2 separate regions of the Arabidopsis thaliana genome follow, and region 2 is linked to region 1. The links are chromatin contacts, called in public capture Hi-C maps. All regions are on one chromosome and are shown on one strand. Each heading gives the region's core, a stretch centred on a gene start, on an enhancer-like site or on the middle of the called end of the contact. The rest is flanking DNA. Distances are from core to core; before and after follow the strand shown. Region 1 holds the start of AT3G15120 (P-loop containing nucleoside triphosphate hydrolases superfamily protein). Region 2 holds the start of AT3G15220 (Protein kinase superfamily protein).

Region 1 (4,080 bases), core at 1,240-3,739:
ATGTCAAGTGTGGATATCTCTTTAGTGCTCGGAAAGCTTTTGATCAAATTAAGGAAAAGACAATGATCTCATGGAGTTCATTGATTCTTGGATATGCACAAGAGGGTGAATTCGTGGAGGCGATGGGTTTGTTTAAGCGACTACAGGAGCTAAACTCTCAGATTGACAGTTTTGCTCTTTCTAGCATCATTGGAGTCTTTGCTGATTTTGCCCTCTTGCGGCAAGGGAAGCAAATGCAAGCACTTGCTGTTAAACTTCCGTCTGGGTTAGAAACATCTGTTTTGAATTCAGTGGTGGACATGTATCTCAAGTGTGGATTAGTTGATGAGGCTGAGAAATGCTTTGCCGAAATGCAGTTGAAAGATGTGATCTCCTGGACTGTAGTGATCACTGGTTATGGGAAGCACGGGCTTGGCAAAAAATCTGTTAGAATTTTTTACGAAATGTTGAGACATAACATTGAGCCTGATGAGGTATGCTATTTAGCTGTACTCTCAGCTTGTAGCCATTCTGGTATGATCAAAGAAGGTGAAGAACTTTTTTCGAAGTTACTAGAGACACATGGAATCAAACCTAGGGTAGAACACTATGCATGTGTAGTTGATCTATTAGGAAGAGCTGGTCGTTTGAAGGAAGCTAAACATCTGATTGATACAATGCCGATAAAACCAAATGTCGGAATATGGCAAACACTTCTTAGCCTCTGTCGAGTACATGGGGACATCGAATTAGGGAAAGAAGTGGGTAAGATTCTTTTAAGGATCGATGCAAAGAATCCTGCAAATTACGTGATGATGTCCAACCTTTATGGGCAAGCCGGTTATTGGAACGAACAAGGGAACGCACGAGAGCTTGGGAATATAAAAGGGTTGAAGAAAGAAGCTGGTATGAGCTGGGTCGAGATTGAGAGAGAGGTACATTTTTTCCGTAGTGGAGAGGATTCACATCCTCTGACACCTGTGATCCAAGAAACTTTGAAAGAAGCTGAAAGAAGACTGAGAGAAGAATTGGGATATGTTTACGGCCTGAAACATGAGCTGCATGATATAGACGATGAGTCAAAGGAGGAGAACCTTAGAGCTCACAGCGAAAAGCTAGCGATTGGTCTGGCATTGGCAACAGGCGGGTTAAACCAGAAAGGAAAGACAATAAGAGTGTTCAAGAACTTGAGAGTATGCGTAGATTGTCATGAGTTCATCAAGGGGTTGTCTAAAATCACGAAGATAGCGTACGTTGTGAGAGATGCTGTTCGGTTTCACAGTTTTGAAGATGGTTGTTGTTCCTGTGGAGATTACTGGTGATCATCAAGCTTGATTACTTCGTCCCCGTACCGGTGCTTCCTAGACTGTGACCCTCCCATGTGTTAGGGAAGAACAGCTCGTGGTGCTATATCAGCAGGGTGAGGATTCAATTGATATATTGGAGATTTAGGTTTCGACCAAGATTGAGCCCAATGCTGTGTCCTGGAGCAAGTTTTTGAAAGTGGATATGAGACCACTACTCACTGGTTTTGTTGCTGTTCGATTTGACCACAACTCTATCCTCTGGGAGCTTCTTCTTTGATGAGCAAGAGAAAGTTGCTGTGGTTTTAGATGTAGACGAACATCTACACACCGAGACCGCTCGGTACCGCACAACTTTTATCATTGGAGATGACGGCTACTTTAAATCTGTGAGCCTCGGAGAAGCTCTGAATGTCTATGTGGGGGAAACTGGGAATTTCGGATATACTCTGCGAATATATTGTCCCCCACTTGTGTGCTCTTCCTGTTATCTCCTGCAAATCAACCAACCACGCAAAAGGAAAGAAAGAGATGATTTCGATTTGCTTCTTGCTAATCTAACTGCTTGTCAGTAGTCACTCATGATCTTCGTTACGGTTCTATCTATAATAGCTAATAACTTAGGATGTCGTCTATTTCATGTTTCTTGGTCAATTGTGTTTCTTGCGTTGTCTGACTGCTAGCGATTGTTCAATTTGCTGTTGATTTCGGCTTTTTTCAAGTTTCTAAGCCCGTTCTTAACTTATCTTAAGATTTCTCATGATGATGCAAGTTTTATAAGCACAGCTAGAAGGAGCAAAGTCCAATCTAAAAAACGTGAGTTTCAGTTCAGAACAAGATAAAACCATATATATATATATACTCAAATTAAGCTTAGAATACACAGAGATTTTGAGTATTAGAAGATTAGTCTAGGGAAGAAGACAATGTGATGTGGTGATGAGAAGGATTTGCAGATCTACTGGCCTGTGTTCTAAGTTGATTAGACTAGAGGTCTAGAGGTCACCCATTTTCTTCCGTCTCTTGTGAGATTATTTATAAATGAAATTGGTTGGCGGCAACTTTTTGTAGGAAAATATGAGAAATAGCAAAACAAAAAAAAACAGGCCCAGGACTAAGCCCAATTTCAGCCTTAAGATATGCATGTGTTGACATTCATTATTAAGTCAAACATAATTCGAATCTTATTGGTTCACTCACTCACACACACACTCGCTTCAAAGAAAAATCATTAAACAAAATTAATTCTTAAATATTCAATTTTTCATTGGGCATTAGATTTTTTTTTCCCTCATTTTCTAGTATTTATTGGACTTGCGCAACCGTGGAGCCCTAAGACTCCGAGGTAAATTGCGGAGGAGTAATCATCGGAGAGACGAACTCTCGGAGTAAAAAGCTTCCGATTGTATCACTACCATCCCAATTTTGAAATTCGCAAGTTAATTAGTGGAAAGTAGGATCTAGGGTTTGGGTTCATTCGAAATAATTTCTGCAAATTTGGGCTGATCATGGAACGAAGGTTAGTCGCTCCAATGCTTATTCTTAAGCATATCCGTCGCGAGACTGCTTCATTAGCTTAATTTGGAAGGCGTTAGGTTCGTTGAGCGGTTAATTTTATTTATGTTCATTTGGATCAGTCTCGAGAAGAATAGTTGTATGCGTAGTATCTCTATACCTGTTGATTCGTCATGAAATCATCGCATGAGGTTACAAAGAATCATTCGGGTTCTCCTTCTGGGAAGAAAAGTAAGAAGCTTGCTGCAATATGTGAGGAGGAATACAAGAAAAATCATGGAGAGTCCCAGGACAGAGATGGTGGGTCTGGGTTAGCTTGTGCTGACTCTGAACTTCGGCGGAGCTCTAGGGTCAGGAAGATTCCGTCCATCCTGGATGCTTCTCCTCCGCCACCAAAGAAAAGGCAGCGTTTTAATAAGAGTTCCAGTAGTATAGAGAAAGGGAAGAGAAATGAGGATGGAGATTCGGATGCCCCGGATGGTTGGAAATCCAGGTTGAGGTCAAGGAGGAAGAAGAACGTTGGTTTCCAAGCGAGTGGGAGACAGAGACGTGTGGTAAAGGGGAAAAGGAAGCTCGTTTTCAGAAACCGTGCCTGTGAGTTGAGTGAAAAAGCAGAGGCAAGTGACAGGGAAGAGGAAAAAGGAGCCCTTAAAGGTGGGAAGCTGAATAAAGCAAAAAAGCCAGTGGATGTTAAGGAATCAGAAAGTTCGGAAGATGGGGGAAAAGAGTCTGATACCAGTAATTCGGAAGATGTGCAAAAGGAGTCTGATACCAGTAATTCGGAAGATGAGAGTGCTAGCGAGTCAGAGGAATCAATGCAGGCTGACAGTGCAGCTAGAGAGAAATACCAGGAGAAGAAGGCTACCAAAAGATCCGTTTTTTTAGAGAGTGAGAATGAAGCTGAAGTTGATAGAACGGAGACTGAGAGCGAGGATGGAACAGACAGCACTGACAATGAGATTGATGATAGTGATGAAGAGGGGGAAAGTGAGACACAATGTAGTGCAGAGAAGACAGGAAGTGAGACTGAAGCTAATGTGGAGGAAATGAGAGCTGATACTAATGTTACAATGGAAGCAGTACAAAATGAAAGTCGGAATCAAATGGAAGAATTGGAAAATGAGATTGAGATGGGAGTTGAAGATGAGAAGAAGGAGATGAGTGTGATTGTTTCGGAAAGTGGAAATGGCACTGGTATACGAGAAGATGAGAATAAGGAGATGGATGTAATTGTTTCGGAAAGTGGAAATGGCACTGGTATACTAGAAGGTGAGAATAAGAA
Region 2 (3,761 bases), core at 672-3,171, 36 kb before region 1:
ATCATGTCTAGGATCTCCATGCAACATTTTTTGGATTTTTGTTTTGTTTTGTTAATTCAAGCCTAGAGTACTAATACTAGTCTGTCTAGTTAGTTTCTTTCCGGGGAAAGTTTCCGGTGACTATAATACGATAAACCATAAGGGAAAATGTTGACTTTTTAATCATGTTTCATAAAGACTAACTATAGTACGCTAAGTCTCTTGACTATACGGGTAACCTAATTTTTTTTTGTAAGAAGTGTAACTTACAAGCTTCCATTGTCGTCGCCAACTTTGCAGCCGTTGCCACCGCCTCGAACTCTCCTGAAGAACAAAAAAGACATCGTTTTGAGGAGAGATAGATAGATCATGTCAATAAAAAAAAAAGAGAGGAGCTGAGGAGAGAGATACGTACGGACGGGGACGGATGGACCAGAAGACAGAGTAAGTCCAGTCGGTGTTGAGACAAACAGTTCTCAGGGCGTCGTGGAGAGCCACCATCCCTAAAGCTTCTTTGCTCCTTTGTTGCTGCTGCTGATGGTTTTGATGATGATGTTGTTGATGATGGTGATGATGTTCCGAGCCCACCATCTATATGAATATGTCGGTGTGTGTTATATGGGTTTCTCCTCTAGTTTTGGCCTTCTAGGTTTTCTTTGCTGCCTTCCTTGCTCAAGCTTCTCATGGACTCTTTTATGTTCTAAATTTCTTTTATTTTCAATGTTTATAATTTTTTTTTCTAATTTAGACTAATTATATGATTACCAAACCAACATTTACTGTTTGTCTACACAATAATATGCTATTTTAGTTCTTATTACTTTTTTGATAAAATCTTACAATCTTGTGGCAAGGATACGAATTTCTTGGGGTTTGGTATAGTTAACAATAAGTAATATATAATTAATTATCAGAGAACCAATTGAACACAAGGTTAAAGTTTTTTGCATGTAAAAGTTTTTTATCTCTTAGGCCAAGAAAGTCAAAGATACTTGAAAATCTTCCTGAAAAAATCATTTTAGTTCGCTTTATATTTGTTTGAATGGAATCCAATTATCAACCATTGATTTTCTATACTTCATATTGCTTTTCTGAAAGAGAAATAATCATATGGTTTCGAGTGGATAAACTGTTGTTGTTATGATTAAAGATACAATTACAATGACATAATTAGTCAGTCGACATTTTTATCCACTAAAAAACACAGTCTTTTAGTTTTAGTATTATATATAACTCTAGTGATACAATTAAAACCATGAAATGTGAAAGTGTTTTTTCTTAAGAAGAAAAAGGCTTTTATTTAGTTGTCGTCAAACTTGGGATTCGGTTTAGGACCAAGATTCATATTACTACGGGTGTGACACGCACGCAAATTAAGGGGGCACGACAAAGAGAATATATAGGAAGAAGAGATTTAGGAGTCACGTGTGCACGTGCCGTGTGTAAGACTCGAGTGGCTTTGTCATCAACCATGACCCAGCGTCTGGTTTTGACCTCGTGGCGCGTATAAACTACGCATAGAAACACAGAGACAAACCAGGAAGAAGAAACAAAATCGTCTGATGAATACACCAAAGGGTGGCGAGTGAGAAGTGTGAGTGACGTAAACTTAAAAAAATAGGACAGGAGTAACAGAGAGTTGGTCTGGATTGCATCAGTCTGAAACCCTGACGAGTCTTAGCTCCGCATTGACCGGCTCTGTTCTTTACTTACAATTTTTCTTTTGCGGGACCCACCGTTTATTAGGAAAAAGAAAAACAATTTGTGGGTAAAGAAAGTCGAATATGAGATCATGTTAATTGCTGCAAAGGCCGAAACAATGGTTGGTTTCTAGTTCTACTTCCTAGTATATGGGCCGTTAAATGAGCTTCAAAGCTTATTGGGCTTTTAGTGCTTTTAACAGTTGGGTTGGGTTGTTCTTCGTAACAAATGGTTTCCATAATGAAACTTGGAAGGAAAAACAACATGAAAAATAAATTCGACTTCATCTCCCAAACAGTTTCTGTCGATCTCTTTGGTGCTCGAGAGAGTGCTTTCTGGCAAAATGACATAGCAAACGAAAGGAAAGAGCAACAGAGAGATCTGTAGTATCCCATTTCGTCTTCTCTGTCGAATTACCAGGTAATTTGGATCGATCCCTTGAACTTTAGAGAATTTGATTATGATTATTTTCGTTTAAGTCTGATTTTGATCGAACGGGAGAAAAACATCAGTGAAGATGTTTCTCTTCAGTGTCCTAGAGTGACGAATATTCTCGGCTACTTGCAAATTTTTATTGGTCAGCTGTCACTTGCTCCAATCCACCTAACTTTTTTGCTGATTTTGTTTGCTTTGAGTATAAGGGATTTAGTTTAAGTTTGGTGCTTTCTTCTGGGTACTTATTTATGAGGGGAGAGTTTAGATGTAATGAAAAGGGGAGGGAGTGGTAAAAAGTATTATAGTTTGTTCTGACTCTGTTGTTATCTTCGTAATATAGTGGTTGGAGCGGGAGAGAAGGTGGTTTTTCCTTGTATGTGGAGATGGACGATGTTGCGGGTTTACAAGAGGCAGCTGGAGCCAGATTTAGCCAGATTGAGTTGATTGGAAGAGGCTCTTTTGGTGATGTCTATAAAGCGTAAGTATTTATCACACTCTTGACTTTTTTTTATTTTCTGTTCGTCCATTATACTCGTATATAATATATCTGATTAGAATTATGCTATTCTGAACATTTGTATAAGAGGTCTATCTTACCTGTATTCTGAACAACTACTGCTGCTGCTTATCAGGTTTGATAAGGACCTCAATAAAGAAGTTGCCATTAAAGTAATCGACCTGGAAGAATCGTGAGTATATTTTTTATTTTAGTATTTTCTCATCATATATGCAATTCTCCTCTTAAGATTTTGAGTTGTATAACGTTTATCGTCTTATAAGTTGAGTAACTACAATTATGATTCTATGAATGTTACTTGTTCACGGTTCTCAAAGGCTAAGGGACAGTAACCTTTCCTTGGCTTTCCACTATACGAATAGGATTTTTGGTTGAGAATACCATCAGGCTCAGTAATTTTCTAACTAACCTTTTTACTTGATATCTGGCAGAGAAGATGAGATCGAAGATATTCAGAAGGTATTTCTTATTGACGTTTATTTCTGTGCTTTATATTTTTGTGTGGCGATTGTCATGCTCAGTTTTTGTTGTTGACCCCAGGAAATTTCAGTATTGTCACAATGTCGTTGCCCATATATCACCGAATACTATGGTTCTTACCTTCATCAGACCAAGTTGTGGATCATCATGGAATATATGGCCGGTGGCTCTGTTGCTGATCTTGTATGTTAACTCACTACTTTGTAGCTCAGAACTCTTGGAATTTGGAAGTATAACTTTGTGTGTGATCATGCACGCATGGTGGAGATCTTGTCCTGCACTTATATTCTCTTTGATGCAACTTATAATCCTTAAACTGATATATCTTTTGCAGCTTCAATCTAATAATCCGTTGGATGAAACATCAATCGCTTGTATCACACGCGATTTGCTTCATGCTGTTGAATATCTGCATAATGAGGGAAAGATCCACAGAGACATTAAAGGTTTGTGTGCATTGATAGAAGTATTGTTTTTTATTTGTTGAAATGTGTTTTAACTGCTTGGTACAGAAAATCACTTTCTTCCTCTTTTGCAGCTGCGAATATTTTGTTGAGCGAGAATGGCGATGTTAAGGTTTATTTTTTTAACTTTAACTTTTATTGTGACAGTTAAATCATCAATATTTTCTATATCGAGTATTAGTTGG

What was found. Capture Hi-C pulls out chosen DNA fragments and counts their contacts.
Region 2: a contact with region 1 is called in a capture Hi-C map of seedling, with 1.9 times the contacts expected there. The contact joins the promoter of AT3G15220 here to the promoter of AT3G15120 in region 1. A contact is called at or near these places in 12 of 26 Hi-C or Micro-C datasets (callus, cotyledon, leaf and 5 more) and 1 of 3 other capture datasets (seedling).

Annotation. Positions count from the first base shown.
Region 1 is chr3:5,094,374-5,098,453 of TAIR10.1, reverse strand. It overlaps AT3G15120 (P-loop containing nucleoside triphosphate hydrolases superfamily protein), which reads left to right and starts at 2,489. Exons shown (of 6, transcript NM_001338149.1): 1 at 2,489-4,080. The coding sequence starts at 2,972. It overlaps AT3G15130 (Tetratricopeptide repeat (TPR)-like superfamily protein), which reads left to right. Exons shown (of 1, transcript NM_112376.2): 1 at 1-2,052. The coding sequence ends at 1,301.
Region 2 is chr3:5,130,490-5,134,250 of TAIR10.1, reverse strand. AT3G15220 (Protein kinase superfamily protein) reads left to right here and starts at 1,921. Exons shown (of 21, transcript NM_112385.4): 1 at 1,921-2,100; 2 at 2,456-2,593; 3 at 2,748-2,804; 4 at 3,064-3,091; 5 at 3,173-3,295; 6 at 3,447-3,558; 7 at 3,651-3,688. The coding sequence starts at 2,499. AT3G15240 (Serine/threonine-protein kinase WNK (With No Lysine)-like protein) reads right to left here and starts at 807. Exons shown (of 7, transcript NM_001084689.2): 1 at 395-807; 2 at 250-303. The coding sequence starts at 570. AT3G03055 (a long non-coding RNA gene) reads right to left here and starts at 1,804. Exons shown (of 1, transcript NR_140965.1): 1 at 1,282-1,804. It also overlaps AT3G03065.